Regions from separate parts of the Mus musculus genome. Here all the other regions are linked to region 1. A link is a contact called in public Hi-C and HiChIP or PLAC-seq data. All regions are on one chromosome and are shown on one strand. Each heading gives the region's core, a stretch centred on a gene start, on an enhancer-like site or on the middle of the called end of the contact. The rest is flanking DNA. Distances are from core to core; before and after follow the strand shown.

The links. A called contact is a pair of places that touch in the nucleus more often than the background predicts. HiChIP or PLAC-seq counts read pairs in DNA pulled down with a chosen protein or histone mark.
Region 2: an H3K4me3 HiChIP or PLAC-seq map of bone marrow-derived macrophages shows a contact between it and region 1, with 4 times the contacts expected there. The contact joins the enhancer-like site here to the promoter of Hoxa9 in region 1. A contact is called at or near these places in 8 of 39 promoter capture datasets (the HPC-7 cell line, HPC-7-derived erythroid cells, the SN4741 cell line and 6 more), 1 of 484 Hi-C or Micro-C datasets (muscle stem cells), 14 of 115 datasets of contacts at active chromatin or transcription factors (acute myeloid leukemia, bone marrow-derived macrophages, craniofacial prominence and 9 more) and 1 of 9 other capture datasets (adipose tissue).
Region 3: an H3K27ac HiChIP or PLAC-seq map of embryonic stem cells shows a contact between it and region 1, with 2.5 times the contacts expected there. The contact joins the enhancer-like site here to the promoter of Hoxa9 in region 1. A contact is called at or near these places in 6 of 39 promoter capture datasets (the SN4741 cell line, cranial neural crest, frontonasal cranial neural crest and 3 more), 1 of 484 Hi-C or Micro-C datasets (granulocytes), 9 of 115 datasets of contacts at active chromatin or transcription factors (embryonic basal ganglia, embryonic forebrain, embryonic hindbrain and 5 more) and 2 of 9 other capture datasets (adipose tissue and pancreatic islet).
Region 4: a Hi-C map of uterus shows a contact between it and region 1, with 3 times the contacts expected there. The contact joins the enhancer-like site here to the promoter of Hoxa9 in region 1. A contact is called at or near these places in 8 of 39 promoter capture datasets (3T3-L1-derived adipocytes, the HPC-7 cell line, embryonic stem cells and 3 more), 1 of 15 datasets of contacts at CTCF or cohesin (the NIH/3T3 cell line), 34 of 484 Hi-C or Micro-C datasets (B cells, the C2C12 cell line, CD8 T cells and 23 more), 16 of 115 datasets of contacts at active chromatin or transcription factors (acute myeloid leukemia, bone marrow-derived dendritic cells, bone marrow-derived macrophages and 12 more) and 3 of 9 other capture datasets (embryonic stem cells, liver and macrophages).

What each region holds. Positions count from the first base shown.
Region 1 is chr6:52,226,043-52,228,996 of GRCm38.p6, reverse strand. Hoxa9 (homeobox A9) reads left to right here and starts at 1,627. Exons shown (of 2, transcript NM_010456.3): 1 at 1,627-2,954. The coding sequence starts at 2,893. Gm52902 (a long non-coding RNA gene) reads right to left here and starts at 1,493. Exons shown (of 2, transcript XR_003956434.1): 1 at 1-1,493.
Region 2 is chr6:51,557,280-51,560,416 of GRCm38.p6, reverse strand. All of the region lies in intron 1 of Snx10 (sorting nexin 10), which reads right to left. Among named protein-coding and RNA genes, the nearest start is that of Snx10, 35 kb to the right of the region's middle. Within about 2 kb of position 1,881, at least 72 of the 459 cell types and tissues checked have an H3K27ac peak or open chromatin away from gene starts, as enhancers often do. A contact at or near this core is called in the HPC-7 cell line, adipose tissue, bone marrow-derived macrophages and 3 more, where this site is marked.
Region 3 is chr6:52,821,530-52,824,867 of GRCm38.p6, reverse strand. The region is part of intron 2 of Jazf1 (JAZF zinc finger 1); the gene reads left to right. Among named protein-coding and RNA genes, the nearest start is that of Gm52904, 24 kb to the right of the region's middle. Within about 2 kb of position 1,952, at least 8 of the 459 cell types and tissues checked have an H3K27ac peak or open chromatin away from gene starts, as enhancers often do. A contact at or near this core is called in embryonic stem cells, where this site is marked.
Region 4 is chr6:51,361,046-51,364,016 of GRCm38.p6, reverse strand. No RefSeq gene overlaps it. Among named protein-coding and RNA genes, the nearest start is that of Gm6559, 17 kb to the left of the region's middle. Within about 2 kb of position 1,261, at least 118 of the 459 cell types and tissues checked have an H3K27ac peak or open chromatin away from gene starts, as enhancers often do. A contact at or near this core is called in Th1 cells, cerebral cortex, craniofacial prominence and 8 more, where this site is marked.

The DNA.
Region 1 (2,954 bases), core at 378-2,877:
CCAAGGCTTGACTGCTCGCTGGCTTGCTAGCCATTTTAGATTCAGAAAATGTCCTGCCTTGTGCAACTGAGGGTTTGAGAAGGGAGACCTTCCCAGGTCCAATATATTTTAAATGAGTGAAAACAATCCCAAATTCAAGATCAGGGAGGGCACAAACTGGGGCACTGGTACTAAATTGTAATCTAAGAAAACCAGCCTAACGACTCTTAATACAGAAACCTGAAACAAACCACCCTCTCCCCACCCCCAACAACACAGGCACTGCCTGAGACCACAGAACTCTGTTTCCCTTCCCGGCTCAGGCTGATGCCCGGGAATTGTTTTCGTTGCTCAGCCAACAACCTGTTATCTGAGTGACCAGTACTCCAGGCTCCCTCCAACTCTTCTCTGCCATTTTCTGCATCCGGGTACTGGGCTTATTTCAAAGACCAACGTTTTTGGAAGATTCTCAGTTGAGCATGAGGTGTTGTGTGGTTGCATCCATTTATTATTTCTAGATGTGTATACAACTCATCCAAAAGAAAGCAGAAATAAAAACCTGTATACTTTAGGATCATGTTTCTAGACTCACAAGGACAATATCTCCTTTTATGAATTTTCCCCCTTTTGGGCCACATGTAAACAGCTGCTTAATACTCAGTACCTAATTCTTTGTAATTTTTCTGTTTTGAGACTAAAGTTTTAAAAGTATTTTAAATTAATAAATATTAATGATATTAATGATGATGGTGATGATACATATCTTCTCTGAATACAAAAAATGAAAAAGTCAGCCAGGAATACTCTACCATTTACTATTACAATTAAGAGCAGAGTTATACTCCTGGGTTATTGCTTTAATGAAAACCTGAACCTCAGAGGACTACCGGATATTTAGAACACCTTGGGTTGTGTTGGGGGTGTGTGTGTCTTGGAGGAATTTGCAGGGAAAGGAAAAATATTAGGGGGAGGGGACTGAGGCAGTCAGGACAGGCCACATCCAGTTCCTGGCGCTGACCACTTTCTTCTTCCTGCCGACAAGCGAGGGGGTGTGGATCCCGGGAGCTTCCCAGCCCCTCTCTGGTGGAGAGCCTAATATTTGGGGGAATCTGTCAGAGCGTTGGAAAGTGTCTCCTTGAACTATTTCTGAGGAAGAAAGCAAAAACAAAGATGGAAATGTCTCGGGTCAGCATTTTTGTGGATAGTGAAGTAATGAGAAACATACTCTTGGAAGGCACAAAATTCACACGTGAATTTAATTACACAGTTTCTAAGAGCTGTTGCTTTGTGTTCCAGATTGGGATGGGGCCACCGCCCCTCCCATTAACAACAGTGGCTGTGGCCTTCTCACTTTTTTTCTCTTATTCCCAAAGATTCTAAGGGGTGAAAAATAACATCCTCCATTTGACCAAAGGATGAGATTAAAGTCAATGTCCAGTGTTCCTCCCGGGTTAATTTGTAGCACTGGACTTGAGCTGTAGTTTGACTATGGGATCTCTGTTGTTCTGTTTCAAGGATAACCAAGGCAGGGGCGCTGGAGATGGGGGCGGGGGGGAAAGAGAGGAAGGGAGGGAGGGGAGTAACAAAAGAAGGAAAAGGGGAATGGGAAGGAAGGGGAAAAAAAGTGGGGTGATAGAGGAATAGGAGGAAAAAACAGAAGAGGGAAGGATACCAGAGCGGTTCATACAGGGCCCAGAAACTAGGCGAGGTGACCCCTCAGCAAGACAAACACCTCTTGATGTTGACTGGCGATTTTCCCCATCTCCAGTCTGGGGAGCGGGACTAGGCATACAGATGATGGAGCTTAGAACCCGCTGGCTAGGGAATAAAATTCGCTGGGCAGTTTGTGCTCAAAGAAGTGGGCCAGGGCGCTTGTGACACAATCAGGGCGTTTGTGACACAAACCCTTGAGGGTTGGCAGTTCTCTCCTTGGCGGTTGCTCTGGTTGCTCTGTGGGGCCTTCCCTGTGGAGCAAGGGTGATCTGGCCGATGTGCAAGCGCCTGGCTGGCTTTCCAGTCTGACTAGGGTCGGTAGCCCATTTTAGGTGGTTGTATCATCGACGGTGCGTCGCGACAGGGGCGGTGGTCACTCTGTTTGAGGTGGAGAGAGCCTTGTATTTGACTTTTCTAGGCCGGCCCTGGGGGCGCGCGCGGGCGGGGGGCTCACATCTCTGAGGACTGCAAGGATTATTTACAGGGTATTCACCAACCAAACACAACAGTCTAATTTAACCTTTCCAAGTCCTCATAAATTTTTACAGGGAGCCACAGCGAGGCAAACGAATCTGTTGGTCGCTCCTGACTTTCCACCAGCCTGTGTGGCTTCCGAAACAATAACTCCTTATGAAATATCATAAATATAGATTTAAATACAGTAGAGTGAGAATGCGATTTGGCTGCTTTTTTATGGCTTCAATTATTGTCTAATTTTATGTGAGGGGCTCTGCTGGCCGTGCTCACACGCGGGACCCGCGCCTTCCTGATGGCGTGATTAATTGTGATATAAAATAGTCCGCTTAAGAAGTGTGTGTGTCTGGTATGTGTGTGTGTTGGGGGGGTGGCAAGGGAGAGTACAGAGGCAAGGCCAGATTTGATCTTTTAATCTTCGTTGGCCACAATTAAAACAAACCAGATCGTGGAGCTGCGCGATCCCTTTGCATAAAAACATATGGCTTTTGCTATAAAAATTATGACTGCAAAACACCGGGCCATTAATAGCGTGCGGAGTGATTTACGCGTTATTGTTCTGCCGGGCGGACACGTGACGCGCGTGGCCAATGGGGGCGCGGGCGCCGGCAACTTATTAGGTGACTGTACTTCACCCCCCCCTGGTGCCACCAAGTTGTTACATGAAATCTGCAGTTTCATAATTTCGGCGGGTCGGGCTGGGCCGGCCAGGCGCGGGCTACTGCAATGGCCACCACCGGGGCCCTGGGCAACTACTATGTGGACTCCTTCCTGCTGGGCGCCGACGC
Region 2 (3,137 bases), core at 632-3,131, 670 kb after region 1:
GCCAGGGCCTTCCTAAGACACAGGGAGAGAGTAATGGGTTTTATTGTTAAGGAAACAAGTTTTTAACTCTTTTATTGGCTGATTAAGAGAAATATGGGTGATAGCTTAGTCAGGAAAGTGCTTGCTATAGAAGCCTGAAGCCCTCAGTTAGACCCCTAGCACCCGTATAAAAATCCAGGTATGGTGGCATGCATTTGCAATTCCAGTTCTGGGGAGGCAGAAACAGGCAGATCCCCTGCGGTGGGGGGAGCACAGTGGGAGGCGGGAGGAAGACTAGGAATGAAAATTGTCCCAACAAACCCTTGTCCACCTTGTCCACATCTCCCCTGTGGACATGGGGCCAGGTACCAAGAGCGAATGCCCACACCTGGGAACAGAGGGGTACCAACAGACCTTTCTAGTATTCCCCACTCTGTCTTACCATGTTGCCTTGACAACGCCTCCTCCAGGATACACCATCCTAGCCCTCAGCCACACTGCCTCCTAATACTGAAGACAACTGTACGTAGGGGAGGAATCAGTCAAATGTCTCATTTCTCATTATGATTCCACCTGCAGAAAGGTCACTGGTATAGTCTAACTCTTAAATAGCTGCCCGCGTGTTCGAGGCCCGGCTCCCCGTCTGTGCTATCGAGAAGTGGTAGGTCTTTAGGAGATGGAGAGTGGTGTAAGGAAACAACCATTGAAGACATTTCCTTGAAGTCACTGGGACCCCAGGCTTTCCTCTTTCTGCACATTCAGCTACGATTTGTTGTCCCATACCCTACGAGTAACAAGATAGCCAATCACCAACCTACACCTCTGAAAGCATGGACCAAAATCAATTCCCCCTGCCTGTAAGGTTGTCAGCAATGATAGAAAACTGAGCAACACGCTACTTTATTAAAAAAAAAAGAAAAAGAGAGAGAGAGAGAGAGAGAGAGAGAGAGAGAGGGAGGGAGGGAGGGAGGGAGGGAGGGAGGGAGGGAGAGAGAGAGAGAGAGAGAGAGAGAGAGAGAGAGAGAGAAAGAAAGAAAGAAAGAAAGAAAGAAAGAAAGAAAGAAAGAAAGAAAGAAAGAAAGAAAGAGAAAAGTTACGTGTATGAATCTTAGTATCCAGGGGAAAAAAAGAACACCAGGCAGCAGAAAGGGCCTTGTGGGACAGAACCCATAAGCATCCTGTGTTGGTCTCAAAAGTATCAAAGAAAGTGAAAAAAAGAGCTGGGCTGAGTGGTGCACTCCTTTAATCCCGGCACTAGGGAGGCAGAGGCAGAGGCAGAGGCAGGCAGATCTCTGAGTTCTGAGTTTGGTCTACAAAGTAAGTTCCAGGACAGCCAGGGCTATACAGAGAAACCCTGTCTCGAAAAAAAAAAAAAAAAAAAAAAAAAAAAAGGAAAGACAGCTCAGCAGTTAGGAGCACCAACTGCTCTTCCAGAGGTCCTGAGTTCAATTTCCAGCAACCACATGGTGGCTCACAACCATCTGTAATGGGATCTGATGCCCTTTTCTCGTGTGTCTGAAGAGAGCAATGGTGTACTCATATACATCAAATAAATAAGTCTTTTTAAAAAATAAGTTTACAAAAACTTTAAATAGGCAAGTCAAATAATAGAAATTATTCATTATTCGTGACGAATGATGAACAGATCAATTCATGAAATGCCCCTGCAAATCTATACCAGCAAATATTTCTGTAAAAAAGGTGAGCGAGGGTTTCAACAATCAACACATAAAACTAAAACCAAAAGGGTACTCAAATAAAATGTACACAAAGCCTTTGATTTGGCCTGAGTTCTCATACTGGGCTCAACCGACTGATCAAACCAGAACGCAGTCCCCTATCCCATGCCAAGCAATCAGTGAGCTTTCAAACTGAAAGCAATGAGTCACAAGGCGGTAGGGCGAGCCAACTCATCCTGCTCTAACTCAACACGGAAGCAGTCAGTCCACTTCTCCTTCCTCCTTGTCCCTATCTCTTGCAACAAGTTTCTTCCTTCAGCCCTTCAACTGTGTCTGCCAATTCATCATGTCAGCTCATCGGAGTTCACATCTCTCAGAGTTGAATGTGTGGTACAAGGAATCAAACTCAGGCTCCTACACATGCTAGGCATGTGCGCCCCCATCCCTCATCTAGTGTTTAAATAGTTGTTGATGATGATGGTGGTGGTGGTGGTGATGATGATGATGATGATGATATTTTTGAAAATAGAAGCCCCACACATAGCAATTCCACTTCTGAGTATATATTTTATCTTTTATTATTTTGTTATATGCATATGAGTGTTTCCAACCGCATGTATGTCTGTGCACTGCATGCCTGCCAACTGCCCACAGATGTCAGAAGAAGGTGTCAGATCCCATGGAACTGGAGTCACAGATGTTTGTGATCCATATCATAGGCACTGGGGCTCGAACCCAGTTCTATTTACTGAAGAGCAACCAGTGGCTCTTAACCACTGACCCATCCCTCCGGGTCCTTGGTATGAATTTTTTTAAGAAGTGAAAGTAGGACCAGGTAGTGGTGGCAAATACCTTTTAATCCCAGCACCTGGGAAGGCAGAGGCAGGTGGATTTCTGAGTTAAAGGCCAGCCTGGTCTACAGAGTGAGTTCCAGGACAGCCAGGGCTACACAAAGAAACCCTGTCTTGAAGGGAGAAAAAAAAGAAGAAGAAGTGAATATAGGGTCTCAAAGAGATATTCATCCATGTCTTAGTTAAGGTTTTACTGCTATGAAGAGCAATCATGACCAAGGCAAAGGCAAGTCTTATAAAGGACAACATTTAATTGGGGCTGGCTTACAGGTTCAGAGCTTCAGTCCATTATCACCGAGGCAGGAGCATAGCAGTGTGCAGCTGAAAATTCTACATCTTGTTCCAAAGGCAGCTATGAGAAGACTGGCTTACAGACAGCAACGATGAGGATCTTAAAGCCTATGCCCACATAACACACTTCCTACTCCTACAAGGCCACACTTCCAAATAGTGCCACTCCCTAGGCCAAGTATAGACAAACTATCACAGTATACACGTTCATAGCAGAATGATTCACAGGGCTAAGATGGAGAAGCGATTCAAGTGTCCATAGATGGATGAGTCAATAAACAAGATGTGGAACAGGCACACACGGAAGCGATGGGCACAGGCTGCCACACAGATGAAC
Region 3 (3,338 bases), core at 703-3,202, 600 kb before region 1:
ATAAATTCCCTCATTTATGGAGCTGTGTATGGGGTGAAGGATGTGGGTTAAGGTAGCTGGGAGATCTTGTGAAATACAAACTCATTTCAAAGGATTACTACACAGTGGCTTTGGGACATTTCTTTTTGCTCCTCAGCTTAGAGAACAGCAAAAGTACCAGCACACAATGCAGAGTAGCCTCCCATCTGCGCCGCCGCCGCAGAGCCTCCATTCCTGGAAGGGCTGGATCCAACCTTCCAGCGGAAGGAGGCCTCGGTATAACCGTGCTGCATCCATCTAGCAGTGCCCAGCCTTGGCATCCACCTAGCAGTGTCCAGCCTTAGCATCCACCTAGCAGTGCCCAGCCTTAGCATCCACCTAGCAGTGCCCAGCCTTAGCATCCACCTAGCAGTGCCCAGCCTTGGCATCCACCTAGCAGTGCCCAGCCTTGGCATCCACCTAGCAGTGCCCAGCCTTGGCATCCACCTAGCAGTGCCCAGCCTTGGCATCCACCTAGCAGTGCCCAGCCTTGGCATCCACCTAGCAGTGCCCAGCCTTGGCATCCACCTAGCAGTGCCCAGCCTTGGCATCTACCTAGCAGTGCCCAGCCTTGGCATCCACCTAGCAGTGCTCAGCCTTGGCATCCACCTAGCAGTGCCCAGCCTTGGCATCCACCTAGCAGTGCCCAGCCTTGGCATCCACCTAGCAGTGCCCAGCCTTAGCATCCACCTAGCAGTGCCCAGCCTTAGCAAGCACTGAAAGCCTCCTAGCTACTGTCTGCCCCGTCAGTTGTACTACAAAACTAGATTTTAGAGGCTGTATCAAAACTCTCTTCTCCCTTGACTCATTTTCCCATTTTGTAGTTTTAAAGCACTATGTGAAGACAAGATTAAAAAAAAATCTGTGACTTACCAATAATCACTATAAAAAATGGGAGGAAGTCAGTGAAAAAGACAGCAAATGTCCAGACGCATCACACTAGTGTTTTGTGCGTTTTAAAAACGTATCTTTATTAAAATGCTTAAACTGTCACAATTACCAACTACCTTACACTCTGCACGGCAGCACACATGGGCAGTCTCCTTTGCCAAGGATTTCTGCACTCACAAGCTCCCCATCAGCAAGAGGAAGAGACAAGAACAGTCACAGATCTTCTAACATTTTTCTTAAGATTATTCATGTGTGTGCTTTCTGAATAGCTGAATAAACACAGTCATAAAGGGGCGGCCTCCTGGAAAACAGAGCACTAAGGCAAAACGCGCATTTGTAAAAGCCTGGAAGACCTAATTGGCTTTTATTAGCAATTCTGGGGTGGCACGGCAACCCATTCTGCAGACAACAGTTGGTCTGGTGGTATGAGGAGGTTGCCTGTGGGCAGAAAAGGGCTTCAAAGGGCAAGGGCGACTTCAAAGCAGATTGGTGCAAAGTTACTTCCCTTCCAGGGTTAAGCAGAGGGACTCTCTCATCAAGAGGTTCAAGAAAAACCACTTTTAATTGGTTAGTAAGTCTCCTATTTTATGAAAGACTGACCGGTTAAAGGTTCAGTTGGATTAGTGTCACCGAGCAGGAGCGGCTGCGCTCTGAGTTGTTCTGGTCTGCCAGAGCCTAATGCACGAGCTCAGCCTGAGCCAATGGCCTCCCATGAATGTGATTTAATGCTCTTTAGAGCAATTCAACTGAACTCTTTCAATAAAAACGGGAAAAATCCTTTGGAAAAATATCAGCCCCCGAGGCCTGTGAAACTTGAAATCTGTACCTCTCAGATGCCCAGGCACATACATTATATGAAGGGATAGCCCACTGTATGGAGTCTATTTTGCTCCCAAAATAGTCACTGTCTAAGTGGATAAATCGCTTTAACAAAACATCTCATTGCATCTGGAGAGCTTGCTATACTTCTAGAGGACCTGAGTTAAATTCCTACCACCCACATACGGCATCCTATAACTACAGCTCTCAAGGATCTAACATCCACTTCCAGGCTTTGTGGATTTGCAATTTGCACATATATAGCATTCACTCACACAGCATGAACACTTCTGTAATGGAAAGTAAAGAAAAATGGAGCCTTCTAACTGCAAATATAGCTACATACCACAGCCCTTCTCTGGACTGTGTGGGAGTTGGCTCACCAGATGGCTGTTAGACTTAAAAGTACCTTCTTTTAATTTGGGGTGAAGGTCAGAGAGGACCAATATCCATGGAAATGCCATGCCCAGAGACTCTCGGATGAGAATTCCTAAGTAGGCCAAGTACTTCCCCTGCGTTCACCTTCTAAGGTCATGGCAACAGCTTCTGTGAGATCTTAGGATCATGTCTGCTTTGTAATAAGGGGCCCAAGTCCAGAAAGAGTAAACGGTTTTCCAAACCTCAGAGGACCAAGCAAATCAAGTTAGGGCCATGCATGCAGATTCCCAGTGTCTCAGTGAGTAGGCAGTGCTGTGTGTATACTGCACAGACACTGCAGCCAAAACTCCAAGAGGTCCTGGAGCCAATTTCTTTTCTCCCATCTTTAAATTTCTTCCAACCAGGTGTTACTGGTACATGCCCTTAATGTCCTCTGCACTTGGGAGGCAGAGGCAGGAGGATCTCTGATTTAGAGTCCAGCCTGGTCTACAGAGAGTTACAGGGCAGCCAGGGCTCACAAAGGAACCCTGTCTTGAAAAGGCCAAAAAATAAAAATAAAATAAACTTCCAGTTTATGGAAAGAATTATACCTCATCTTATTAGCAGGATTATGCTAATTTAATTTGCTTTCAGAAAAGACAAAACAGGAAAACTGGAAGAGCCATTTGTAGTTTTATACCACAAAATCTCATAAACAGCAGCTCTTTGTTTTGTCCATTTGTTTTTACATGGACGTGAAATTAACAATGAAACCCATGTGTAAGATCGGCTCTTACTGTTCCCTGTTCAGAGAAAGCTGGAGGGAGGGGAGGGTAGCAGGGAGTTTCCAGGTCTGCCTTCTAAGCCCAGGGCTGTGCAGGGGGAGCCCTTAGGACTTCTTTATTCTTAACATCAACAATGAAAAAGACCATGGTTTAATTTATTTGGAGCTAAAGAGTAATTGCTTCACTGATAGTATATGTTGACCTGTGACTTGTAAGGCTTGTTACTGGACCCTAAGTGAGTCAGGACTTTGACTGTGGTAAAACTGACCATATACTTCACAGGGCTGAAGAAAATCCCCACATTTGTTGAGAAAATACATGGCAGCGGAGAGAGGAGTCCTGCTTGTGACAACCGCTGCCTAACGTTGATGCATGGATTTCACTTAAGTGATTAAATCAAGGGCGAGATAGTGCTGTTTTAAGAGTTAAGAGAAACAGGGAGCAGGGAGGGAGGGAAGAGGGAGGGGA
Region 4 (2,971 bases), core at 12-2,511, 860 kb after region 1:
TGCTACTGGATCATGCTTACTGATCTTCTTTTAGCCGTTTCTCTCATGGTTCTCTGAGTTGTCACCATCCTTCAGAGATAGCACCCATGGGAGGGACTTCCCAGTCTATCTGCAAATCCTTTCTCTGTGAATATGTCCCCATCTGAAGCACTTTGTCCCCATTTTGAAGCATTCCTACTCTGAATTTTTTTTTTTAAAAGATGTACTTATTGCTTTTGTAGAGGACGCAGGTTCAATTTTCAGCATCCATATGGAGTCTCACCATCCCAAACCATCCATTCATTCTGTTCCAGGGGATGCTATACTTCTTCTGACTTCTGCCAGCACCAGACATGCATGCAGTGCACATACATATATGCTGGCAAAATAGTTGTCACATAAATGAACTAAATCTAGAGTTTTTGGAAGATTTATTTTTTATATTTAATTACATGTATGAGGGGGTCTGTGCCTACGACTACAGTGACTCTGGAGGTCAACAGAGGGCCTCGGACCCTCTGGAGCTAGAGTTCTAGTTGGTTGAACTGCCCATGGGTGCTGGAACCTGAACTCAGGCCCTCTGAAAGAGCCGCAGGCAATCTTAACTGTTGAGCCAGCTTTCTATTCCCTCTTGAGAGTTTAATTTGAAGTGAGTCTACCTCATTTCCTCAGGTTGTCTAAAATCTCTCTGAGGGCGGAGGGCCTATAACTCTTCTTTGAATGAATTGTTAGAACCGTCACATCAGTAAGTCCTAATGGGCTCTCAGATTGGGCATTGGCAGTTTCTGTTCCCTGTGGCACAACATCGCCTTTTACAAGGCAAAGATTTTAGTCAGTTTTCTGTTCAAGGCTGCTCCCGAATTCCCGTGAAAAATCAAAACTGTATCACTGGAGGTTCTAACTCCCTCCTTGGCACTCAGCACACTCCCCATCCCTTCTGCTTTTGGGCTCTCATACTGGCCCCGCCCCTTGCCCACAAACCACGCCCACAGATTCTCCTCCGCCTTCCAACTCAGGCAGCCCTCTCTTATTCTTCTCTGCTTCTTTTCTCAGCGCTCCTCACGGGTTCCACCTGTGCTTGACATTCTATTTTAATTATCTGTTTGTTTCCCCGTTTGCAGTGAAGATCCCCGTAAGTCAAAGACCTTGTCCGTCTTCATTGTTTAGCATACTACCTTCAGCGCTAGAACACTACACACTGCCTGGCACAGAGCAAGCCCTAAACACTGTCTGGTGGTGTCTGCATCTTGGGCTAGGGAAGTGGGAAGTCTCAAGACGACTACCATCCCGCCCTCCAGGCTTGTTCCTCCTCCGGCCAGCAGGGGGCTCTTTCAATTCAGAAGAGCAGCTTAGTGGTTCACCTGAAATTCTGCCTCATACAATCAGACCCCCCTCCCCCACTTTCTCCTAATTTGACTGTGCCAACTCAGGCAAATATTGAACTTTGTGTTAAAAAGCACGTTTTACTTTTTATAGGTAGTCCTCCAAGGACTTTTTGATTTTGGTTGTGGAGGGGTGTAAGGTTTGCTGTTAGAACCTCCACTTTTTTTTTTTTTCCCATTCACCCAACAAAATCAGCTACAGAAGTAAAACATGGGTGGAACAACCACGCAGTGGCGGGGAAGCTTCATGTCAACGCTTAAGTCCAGCAAATGAAGCAGCTGACTGAATGAGGCCAGTCGGCAATAACGTGTATTTAGCCACTGGGAAGGGAGTTGCTCCCACCCCCTCCCTCCCCCCTTTCCAACAACAATAATCTGGCAATATTACATTGCTATATATAACTTCTTTTGGAAAATATACACTTCCCTTAAAATAGGGTGGTTTTAAAGTTTGTATCAATTTAGAAATTGTAAAGTCCCCACTGGAAGAAATTGCTAGTGCGTTTGAATGGACTTATTGTCTGTTGGCCCTTTCCTTTAGGGTAGAGTCTGGCAGGAGCGCCAGCTTCCCTGCCAAGACAAAAAGAGCTATATCTACCGCTTATGCTCACTCGGTCAACACAAAGCAACCTCAGTTTGGCAACCCTCAGCGGTTGTTGGGAAGGCCCAGGTATCGTCGTTAAGCCATTAATACGGTGTATGTGCTGTTACACACGTCTATTTCTGTATAAATGCTTCTTCATTCTGTACCCAGGAAAATCTGCCTCCCTGGTCAGGCAGCCGTTTCCTGGAAAAACCACAGTAGCCTTCTGTGAGTGAACTGTAGTGAATGCATTCTCACAGAGAATGAGGCAGAGGAGCAGGGTGTGGAAGGCTGCTTGTCGGGCCTGAGAGCGTTGCTCTGTACAGTGGAGCTAGCCAGGTACTGTCAGGGTGCCTAAAAACACAGTCATTGAAATCTTATAAACTGTTCTGAATTGTAAACCAGCCAATCCAGATTTGTTTGTTTATTTCTGATAAAAAGGACTAACTCTAGGGAGGAGAAAATGAACCTGGTGGTTTGAGTGAACTGAAGCAGGCCACCGCCAACGGCAGGCACTGATGAAGAGGACTCTTTGGACAGGAGGGCTTCATAACCGCTGTGGCAGACAGACGGTATGCACAGTCAGTGACCAATACCCGTGAGCAATGTTTTCAGAGATCCTTGTTAGGTAGGACACGCCAGTAACAAAAATCTCGGAGAACTTAGGACACCACACGGGGGACACTGCACATTCAAGAGAGGCTTGCGACATTCCAGAACACACTACAAATTACCATGACCTCCATTCATCTCCATCTGGAAGTAGCCGCCACCAAAAAACCCCCATTTTCAAAAATAAAATGGGCTGAAGTTTGGGTATATCTGATCTCTAGGTAGAACACCACAAGCTATCTCAAGGTGTTTATATGCTGCGGCTCTCCTGAGCACAAAGTCAGTGGTCTGTCAGTGTACTTGAGAAAAAAAAAATTAAATGGTCTGGGAAGGTGGCTCAGTGGATGCTGGAGGATTTAACTATCCCCAGTATCCCTGTAGAAGCTGCTAGTGGTGGTAACTCTAAAACTGGGGA